2 separate regions of the Mus musculus genome follow, and region 2 is linked to region 1. A link is a contact called in public Hi-C data. All regions are on one chromosome and are shown on one strand. Each heading gives the region's core, a stretch centred on a gene start, on an enhancer-like site or on the middle of the called end of the contact. The rest is flanking DNA. Distances are from core to core; before and after follow the strand shown.

Region 1 (4,247 bases), core at 1,047-3,546:
CAAGTACAACATACACTGTCATTTGTTTTATTGCCCAGATTTTCAAAATAGTCTTTAAAATGTTGACCCCACAAGTTGAGCAAACGTACTTCTATTGAACCAGAGCAGAGCAGAAAGGCAGCCCCAAAGCCTCTGTCTGAGCTTTGACTGAATTTATGTAGTGACCTAATGTGCCCTCCAAAAGTCTGTCTTGCTTTTTACAGAAAATTAGTCCCAAGAAACAAAGATAAAGTGCGTGGCTAGTTGCCTGGGAATAAAGTTGTCGGTGGCCGGGATGTTTTAGGATGGATGTATTTGAAACTGTTTCATCTTGAGACTTGTTAACAGCACAGCGACTCCAGGTAAAAAGAGTGTGTTCTGTCTTGAAGCTTGCTGAGAAAGTGTATCTCAAGAAAACCCCATCCCCCCAAAAAAATTTTCACATAAAAGATAAAATGGTAACTCGTGGGGTGATGTCTTTGTGAATTGGATGGATTTGCTATGTGCACGTGCACATTGCTATACCTGCAGGATATGTAATTTTTGCCAATTATTCTTTGATAAAGAGAAAAAAATTTTTAAATAATGAAAAATAAACAGTTTCAAAACTAAAATGGGGGTGTGGTGGTTTGTGTGTGTGTTGTTTGCTTAGGGGTGTGGTAGGATGCTGTTGTTGTTGTTGTTGTTGATTAGTTTTGTGGTTTTGGCAAGATCTCTCTGTAAATCAGGCTGCCCTGGAGCTCACTGCATAGCCTAGGTTAGCATGGAAGTCAGGGTGTCCCTTTGACAAGGCGACTCGAGTGCTGGGATTACAGCTGTGAGGCACACCCCAGGCCAGAGAAGAACTGTCTGACGCTATGAACACAGTGTTGACTCGTATTTTTTTTCTGCAGAAGTTATTTTCTTACCCTAAAGAAAAAAAAATGGGTCACACTTTTGCTGCAGGGACAACAGGCTGGTGACCTCCACTGCCACCAGTGCCACAGAAGGAGGTCCCCAGATGTCAAAGAGGACACTGGATCCCTAAAGCCAGCTGAAACAGCCTCCCATTGGGGCACCTTGTTTGCAGTCACCTCTTGCTTTAGGTACCACTGGTGTTTGTAGTGTGCCATTGCGGGGGGGGGGGGGGGGGACGGCGTTTGCGGTGACCTCAGTAACATGCAGTGAGTTAAAGCCAGAGTCGCTGAGGGGAGCTAGGGCCGGAACTGGAGGCAGGGATCTGGAGCGGGAGCTGATGCAGAGGCCGTGGAGGGTGCTGCTTGCTGGCTTGCTTCCTGTCGCTTTCTTAGCCTGCTTTCCTATAGAACCCAGGACCGCCTGCATAGGGCTACAGCACCCACAATGAGCTGTGCCCTCCCACATTGATCACTAGTTAAGAAAATACCCCACAGACTCATTCATAGGTCCATGTGGCAGAGGTGTTGTCTGAGGTGCCCTCTTCCCAGTTGACTCCAGCTGGTGTCAAGCTGACCAAAACCTAACAAGTACGTCGGAGTAAATACCCCATAAAAGAGGTGGAGCTCAGATTCTGCTCATGTCTATACAGTTGTACTGTCAGTTCCTAGTGGGGTTCACTGTGTGAATAGCAGAGGTCTCAGGGCCTTAGGGCCATTTCTATCACCAGGCCTGCTACCTGGGGGCCCCTTCCAAAGCCCGTATGCTACCTTATGTGTGAGTAGTTACACAGAGATTTTAACTATTTTGACTTGACCTACACTTTAAGGACAACAATATAGTGTTTCATACCATCCATAGTGGTGACTTTTCCCTCGTTCAAATGTGTGAAAATATATAGATTACCCATTTAATCACAAATATATTAAAATTCTAATAAGTGTGGCTTGAACCTGGCTTGTAATTGAGACTTAGAGGCAAGAAGTTCAACAACTTAATTATTTTGAAATATCACCAGTGTGTCAGATGATCCACTCTGTTTCCAAGTTGTTTGGTTGGTGTGTGTGTGTGTGAGAGAGAGAGAGAGATCGACAGAGAGACAGACAGAGACAGAGAGAGAGAGAGAGAGAGAGAGAGAGAGAGAGAGAGAGAGAGAGAGAGAGAATTTAGGATCAGAATAAACTGTCACGGTAGGGAAATTTTATGTGTGCAGAAAATGTATGCACCAGGACTCCTATGTCTAGCTTTGCCTCTGCTGGGAACCTGTCGTATGACTTTGTGCAAGGGTGTTTCATTTGTGCCTTTTAATCTCTGTGTCTCGCTCCGCTCCACCATCACCTGTTGCAGACACAACAAGTCAACATCCTCCCGGCAGGTTTTCTGGCTTCCACCCTTTTCCTTGAGAAATGGCGCCACCTTCTGGCTATAGAGGTCATAACATCTGCCCATGGAAAAATCTAACATCGCAGTAGCTTTTGTCTACATGACACAAGACAACCATTGAGAAGAGGGAACCCCAACTGAGGAATTGTTTGCATCATACTGGTCTGCAGACAAGTCTATAGGAACATTTCTAAAACTTTAATCGATAACTGATATGGGAGGGTCAAGTGAGTGATAGCTGACCACCCCTGGGCTGGTGGTCCTGGGTTGTGTAAGAAAGCAGACTGAGCAAGCCAGTAAGCTCCACCATGGCTTATGCCATGTTCCTGACCCCAGCTTCATCCCTGCCTCGAGCATCTGCCTTGGGAACCCCCGATGATGGGGTGTATCCTATAAACCAAATAAACATTCCCTCACCAAGTTACTTCTGCTGGCGCTGTTAATTATGGCCACAGAACCAGTCCAAAGCTACACAAAATTGTTTTATTAAAATATTACAGCATTCCTTGGGAGTGACTTTCCACGCTTTACAATAATAGAAACCTGGCACACAGGCCCAGACTGAGTAGAGCTGACTCAAGCTTGCACACGCCTCCTGTAGATAGATGTCCCTCCTCCACAGACAGGACAGGAGCAGCCAAAACGGCCAGGGCTTTGCTCTGAAGTAAGATCTACGCACTGAAAACAGCCTTATCTTTGCCAGCCATGCTCAGCAGCCACACCCTGAGTCACTGGCTAATGCTGTATGATGTAAGGGTTTGTAACTAGGTGCCGCTGAAATGGAGGGATGACTCCTTCTGCACAGAGAACACATATAACTCCCCCTTCAATGATACCCCAAACTCATAGACCTGGTTGGTTAGGAAAGGAAGCACATGGGCTCCGTGGGGGAAATGACATCGTTTCCCGCTCATCAGTGAGGAAAGAAGGCAGCAAGCATCTCTTGTCCGTGTTGGAGGGGCTTAGGAGGTCTGTTTCACATTCATGACCACACACACTTAGGTAACCTGGGAAAGAAATGGGGGCTTCTGTTCTTTGATTCCTCCATTCCATTTTACATAATTCTGGAACGTAAATAACACACACATACACATGCACACGCACGCATGCATGCACGCACATATGAAGAAAGCATGGTGCTGGACCCAGCATGCTGCTGTAGCAACCTGCCAAGCAAGACGTGCTCACTGCTGCGATAACAGCAAGCCTCTAATGTGGGAGCCAACTACTCCCTGAGTGCACTTAAGGCCTGTTTCACAGAATGGAATCCCATGTCTGTTACTGTAATGCTGGCCAGAGGTCCAGGGCTAGAGAGGTCATAGAGTGGAGCCTAGTATTGTTATTTTACTAAATGTTCATATTGTAAGATCACCTTCTGAATATTTATGTTTATAGCCATACACTCGATAATGCTCTCCACCTTGGTCAGAGAAACTTCTTTTTGCAGCAGCAGTCAATGGAGAAATGCAGGATGGCTCCAAGTACTGAGAATAATCAACTGGGTGTTTAGCCTTAAATGAGATCCTTAGACCCACACCCCCTACACACACCAGGGTTCGGGGAACATCTCAAAAGAGAAGCTAGAAAGACCGCAAGAGCTGGAGGTGGAGGAGAAGAACTGTGAAATGCTGTCATCTAGCCCTGGCACGGCTGTCAGACTCATGAACTCGTAGCAGCTGCAGGTGCCTGTTACAGGACCTGTGTAAGAGCAAGACAGCCACAATTCCAGCACAGGTGGGTGTCATGGATACAGTTTCTATTGCAGCGATGAAACAGTGTGACCCAGGGGACTTAAGGAGGGAAGGTTTGCCTGGCTGAACTATCCCATTGAACATATGCTTTAGTGTAAACATATAGGGGGGGGGGGCTAATTTTATATCAGCTTGAGAGTAATTTTGTAGGAGGAAACCTCAACTGAGAAAAGGTCCCCACCAGATTGACCTGGAGGCAAGCCTGTGGTGCATCTTCTTGGTTGATGATAGATGTGAGTG
Region 2 (4,247 bases), core at 1,091-3,590, 520 kb before region 1:
CCACCAAGTTGTCCTCTGGCCTCCATGTGCATGCCCACACGTGTACCCCACATACATTCCCATCAGATAGACATGCACTTGCTTAGCTAAGCCTTCAGAACCTGAGTTGGGGCCTGTCAGAGTCTCTGAGGCAGGAGACTTCCATCTTTTGTGCCGACTTCTCTGCTCCAGACACCTTAGACTTCCCATTCTTCTGTGGAAGCATGCTCCTCTCAGAGTTTAACCTTCAGGTCCCTCTTTCTTCCTTTTTCATTATTATTATTATTGTTATTATTATTATTATTATTAATGTGTACATGTATGTGTATGCATGTGAGTGAGGAAACAGAGAGATATCCAATTCCCTGCAGTTATAAGCAGTTGTGAGCTGCCAGATGTGGGTGCTGGGAACTGAACTCAGGTCCACTGCAAAAACAGTCAATGCTCTTAACCACTGAGCATCTCTTCAGCTCAGGTTTCTCTTTCCAAGATCACACACCTCCAGATCACTGGTCTTGTTGGCTCGAATGTTGTAGTCAACTCTTCCTGTCTTTTCCATCTGTCTAATGATAAACATTTCCCTAATGTCTACACTCCCCGCCCCCAGCCTGCCTCTCACTCTCCTGTGCTCTTTAAGCTCCTTGTCTTTTGTGAGGATTCATTCACTTGGTGTGGTTGGTCCAAGGTCTTGTCTTCCCTGGTATAGTGATGACTCCCGTGGACCGAATACCTTCTGTGTGTCTCAGGCTGTTTCACACACATCTCCTGCATCACCTGGTCACAGCCTGACAATATGGACGCATGGAGATGCACTCACAGTGTCAGAGACATCTGGAAGCTTCTACAGCCCCAACAGCACAATGCTGCCTGCCCCCATCCCTCAGGGAGCACGGTTCCCTTACTGGGCCCGCATCTTCATGCCCTGCCAAAGAACCTGACACACACTGGTAGCCAATCTAGATCTAGATGAGGGGATAAGATAGACGAATAGGAGGGACCCGAGGTCTGCACACTCTTTCTCCAGTGGTCTTTGTGAATTGAGCAACCTTACCTACTCTTCCAGCCTTAGTTTACCCAACATAAGACGTTCATATTAAACTTATATCCCATGATTATTGAGGCTGTGTTTTTAAAAAAGATTGTGTGTGTGTGGGGGGGGGGGCAGAGTAGAGTTCGAGTTCGTGGGTCCCCTGAGAGAGATTCAGGGTGGTTGCAAGCTGCCAGCGCTGGGTGCTGGAATCTGAACTAGTGTCCTCTGGAAAAGCAGCAAGTTCTATTAACCGCTGAGCCATCTCTCCAGCCCAAGGCTATGCAAACTGGGTCTCTCCATACAAACACCAGTATTTAGCATTTTCTTCCCACCCTCAGGATCTCAATTTGGGCGACCTAGCCCCCCGAAGGATGTGTGGCTGTCATCCTCCTAGAATCTAGTGGTCCAGCTCTGAGACAGTGCCACAGGGAGGCAGAGTGTCCTCTTGTTCTGCTGGCCTGGCCTCCGCACTCTGAGCTCTGCTCCCAGAGCAGGGCGGGGCTGGAAGCCTAGACCCGCCCTTGGGCCTCATTATCTACGTTTCCGCGTCAGGCGCGCTGGGTGAACTTGGCAAGCCCTCCCGGCGGTGGATGGGGAACACTTTGTGCCGAGCGCCCGCCCGCCCGCCGGGCCCTCCTCCTTCCCACCGGCGCCGCGGGGCCTGGACGCCTGCGCTGTTCTTAGGTCTGGGGTCTCTCGAGTGCCTAGCACCTGGCCCCGCAGCTCTGGACTCCCGCTCATCGTCCCTGGTGTCATCACCGATCTATTGGTCTACGGGTGTCCAAATGCGTAGACACCGCACGTAGTCAACAGGGTCATATAGATGCCGTGGCCCATTTTAAAACAAAGCTCAATTATAAGCGCTCAGCCGCTGTTTATTCCAGCCCAGTTTCAGATCCCCGAGGGCTGCTGTCAACTAGCACCCACAGGAAGCTCCATCCGAGCAAAAGGAACCTGGCTCGGAGCCTCGTGACTGGTTTGAGACTACCAGCTCCCTCAGGTCCGGACTGCTAGAGCCTAGGCAGATTTCTATGGTGGGCAGAAAGTTGAGGACCCAGTCTCCCATTCAGTGCGATCAGACGTACTGCGTGCTTGGTGGCTGAACAACAAGCGCTGAAGGTGGCAGAGACGGTAATGTCTCTATCTCCGGGACCTCACCTCCCACCCCCCTTCCCACGATCTCCGCTCCCCTCTAGCCAGGGCTGTACGCTGCTGCCTTGGTTCTAAAGTGCGTCACGGACGGGCACCAGCCGCGCTGCTCCACCGGCCTGGGTGAGGTTGGCGCCGAGCCAGCGCAAGCTGAGCCAGCAGCTCTTGACCATCACCCCGCCTAGAGACACCGGCGTGGAAAGCGCTCAAGCTGCGCAGCATCGGGTCGCTGCTGGAGACGCTCTCCGCTTTGGGCTCGGCGCCCCCGATCGGCCTCGGCCAAGCTCCGGAGCACGAGGTGACACCCCCTAAACTCCCTAGGCTGGCTCCCTAGGTTCATGGAGCCAGGAAGATTTCTTCTGAAGAAACTACGCCTCGGCCTCCCTGGGATCCTCGCCCCGCCCCGGGTCTCCGCCCCCTCCCCTTGGCTGGGGATCCCGGACCCGGCGGCGACCGCCTAAGAAGCTCCAGCAGCCTGGACAAGGAGGCGGCAGGGGGCCGGGAGCTGGTGGCTACAGACTCGCCCCGCCATGTGACGCGGTCCTCCTTGCCTGCGATCCCAGCGCCAGCGCCCGCGCCCAGCCGCGCCGCGCATCATGCTCCTGCCAGGACACCCGCGTCCACCACCCGCGCCCCAATCGGCGCAGAATCAGGGCCTCCGCAGGCAGGTAGAGCCTCCGGGGCAGCTTCTGCGCCTGTTCTACTGCACGGTCCTAGTGTGCTCCAAAGAGACCTCCGCGCTCACCGATTTCTCTGGTAAGAGCGCTCTTGCTTGCCTCGAGCCCGCGTTCCCCTAGCTGTTGCCCAGGTGAGTGGCCTCTGCATGGGGCACTACCTGGTTGGATTAAAGTTGAAGTGTTCTCCCTAACTAGTTATCTTGCCTCGTGGGAGCCCTTGGCATCTAGGTGGTGGTAGCAGGGAAGTCAGCCCTTATTAAGGCCGGGCTTATTTCGAGTTTCTCTAGGCTCTCTTGACTTTTGTTAGTTTCCTGGGCATCGGCGACGCAGCCCTGACCTTTGCATGTTCACCAGAGGACCCCTAAGCTGAGCCCGGACCCCTAAGCTGAGCCCGGACCCCTAAGCTGAGCCCGGACCCCTAAGCTGAGCCCGGACCCCTAAGCTGAGCCCGGTACCACGCCCAACTCTGGAAGATTGCCGTGGTCTGGACGAAGGGTTGCACTTGGCTGGCCACTCACACGATAAGGGTGCGTCCCAACCAGACTCCAGGGTACCCATGTAAGGAGACTTGTCCAGGGCACGTTGGACAGAAAGTCCAAGCCAGCCTCGAGGGGGGGAGCCTGGGAAGACTGGAGGTCTGGTGGAGATGCCCGGAGACTGATAGAAGCTGACAGAACAGAGACTGGACTCAGAGGCATGACTCTCCAACAAAAGGTGGCAGCACCCCCCCCCCAACACACACACACACACACACACACACACACACACACACACACACACGACTTTCTCCTGCCAAGTCAAAGATCAATGTGCTCTTTGGCGAATTCCTACCTGACCTCTGAGCAAAATACCTTAGCAAGGTGTGAGGCAAGGCTGCAGGTGGCAGTTAGTTGTGGGGATGGTTTTTAGAATCCATGCTCAAAGTGACAAATGTCTTTACCACTGCAACCGCCCCGGATCTCCATGTGCTCGGCATCTTTCTCCATCAACCCCAAGAAGCATCTATCTCTACCTACATCCTTTCTCTTGGGACCTTCTGCCTAGCTCAGGCTGGGCACAGACTCTAGCAACCCCCTTGCTACCGTTTTTTTTTTTTTTCTTTTCTTTTTCAGCATAATTGTGGTAAAGTCACCTGTCTGCTCCGCTCTGTTCTGCTCGTGTGACAGACTACTAGGCAAAGAAACTGGAAGTGCAGACTTGAGCTGGGTTTCTGGTTTGCTTACAGAGAATGTCATTCATTGTTAGCTGAGGTCAGAGGTTCTTTGCTTAGAATATTTAATATCAAGGCAGTGTTCTTGCCCGGCCAAGGAAGCCAAGATATGCCTGTTTGGCAAGCAAACCACAGTCCTTAAAACCAAGCTGCAGAGAATCAAAACTCTGGTAAATGTGCTGAGGAAATTCATCGGGTTTTT

The links. A called contact is a pair of places that touch in the nucleus more often than the background predicts.
Region 2: a contact with region 1 is called in a Hi-C map of the N1E-115 cell line, with 4 times the contacts expected there. The contact joins the promoter of Eva1c here to the enhancer-like site in region 1. A contact is called at or near these places in 4 of 39 promoter capture datasets (embryonic stem cells, erythroid cells, hippocampal neurons and 1 more), 5 of 484 Hi-C or Micro-C datasets (the G1E-ER4 cell line, the N1E-115 cell line and embryonic stem cells), 3 of 115 datasets of contacts at active chromatin or transcription factors (bone marrow-derived macrophages and embryonic stem cells) and 1 of 9 other capture datasets (embryonic stem cells).

The regions. Positions count from the first base shown.
Region 1 is chr16:91,349,960-91,354,206 of GRCm38.p6, forward strand. No RefSeq gene overlaps it. Among named protein-coding and RNA genes, the nearest start is that of Ifnar2, 21 kb to the right of the region's middle. Within about 2 kb of position 2,297, at least 67 of the 459 cell types and tissues checked have an H3K27ac peak or open chromatin away from gene starts, as enhancers often do. A contact at or near this core is called in the G1E-ER4 cell line, the N1E-115 cell line and erythroid cells, where this site is marked.
Region 2 is chr16:90,828,519-90,832,765 of GRCm38.p6, forward strand. It overlaps Eva1c (eva-1 homolog C (C. elegans)), which reads left to right and starts at 2,341. Exons shown (of 8, transcript NM_001199210.2): 1 at 2,341-2,914. The coding sequence starts at 2,755.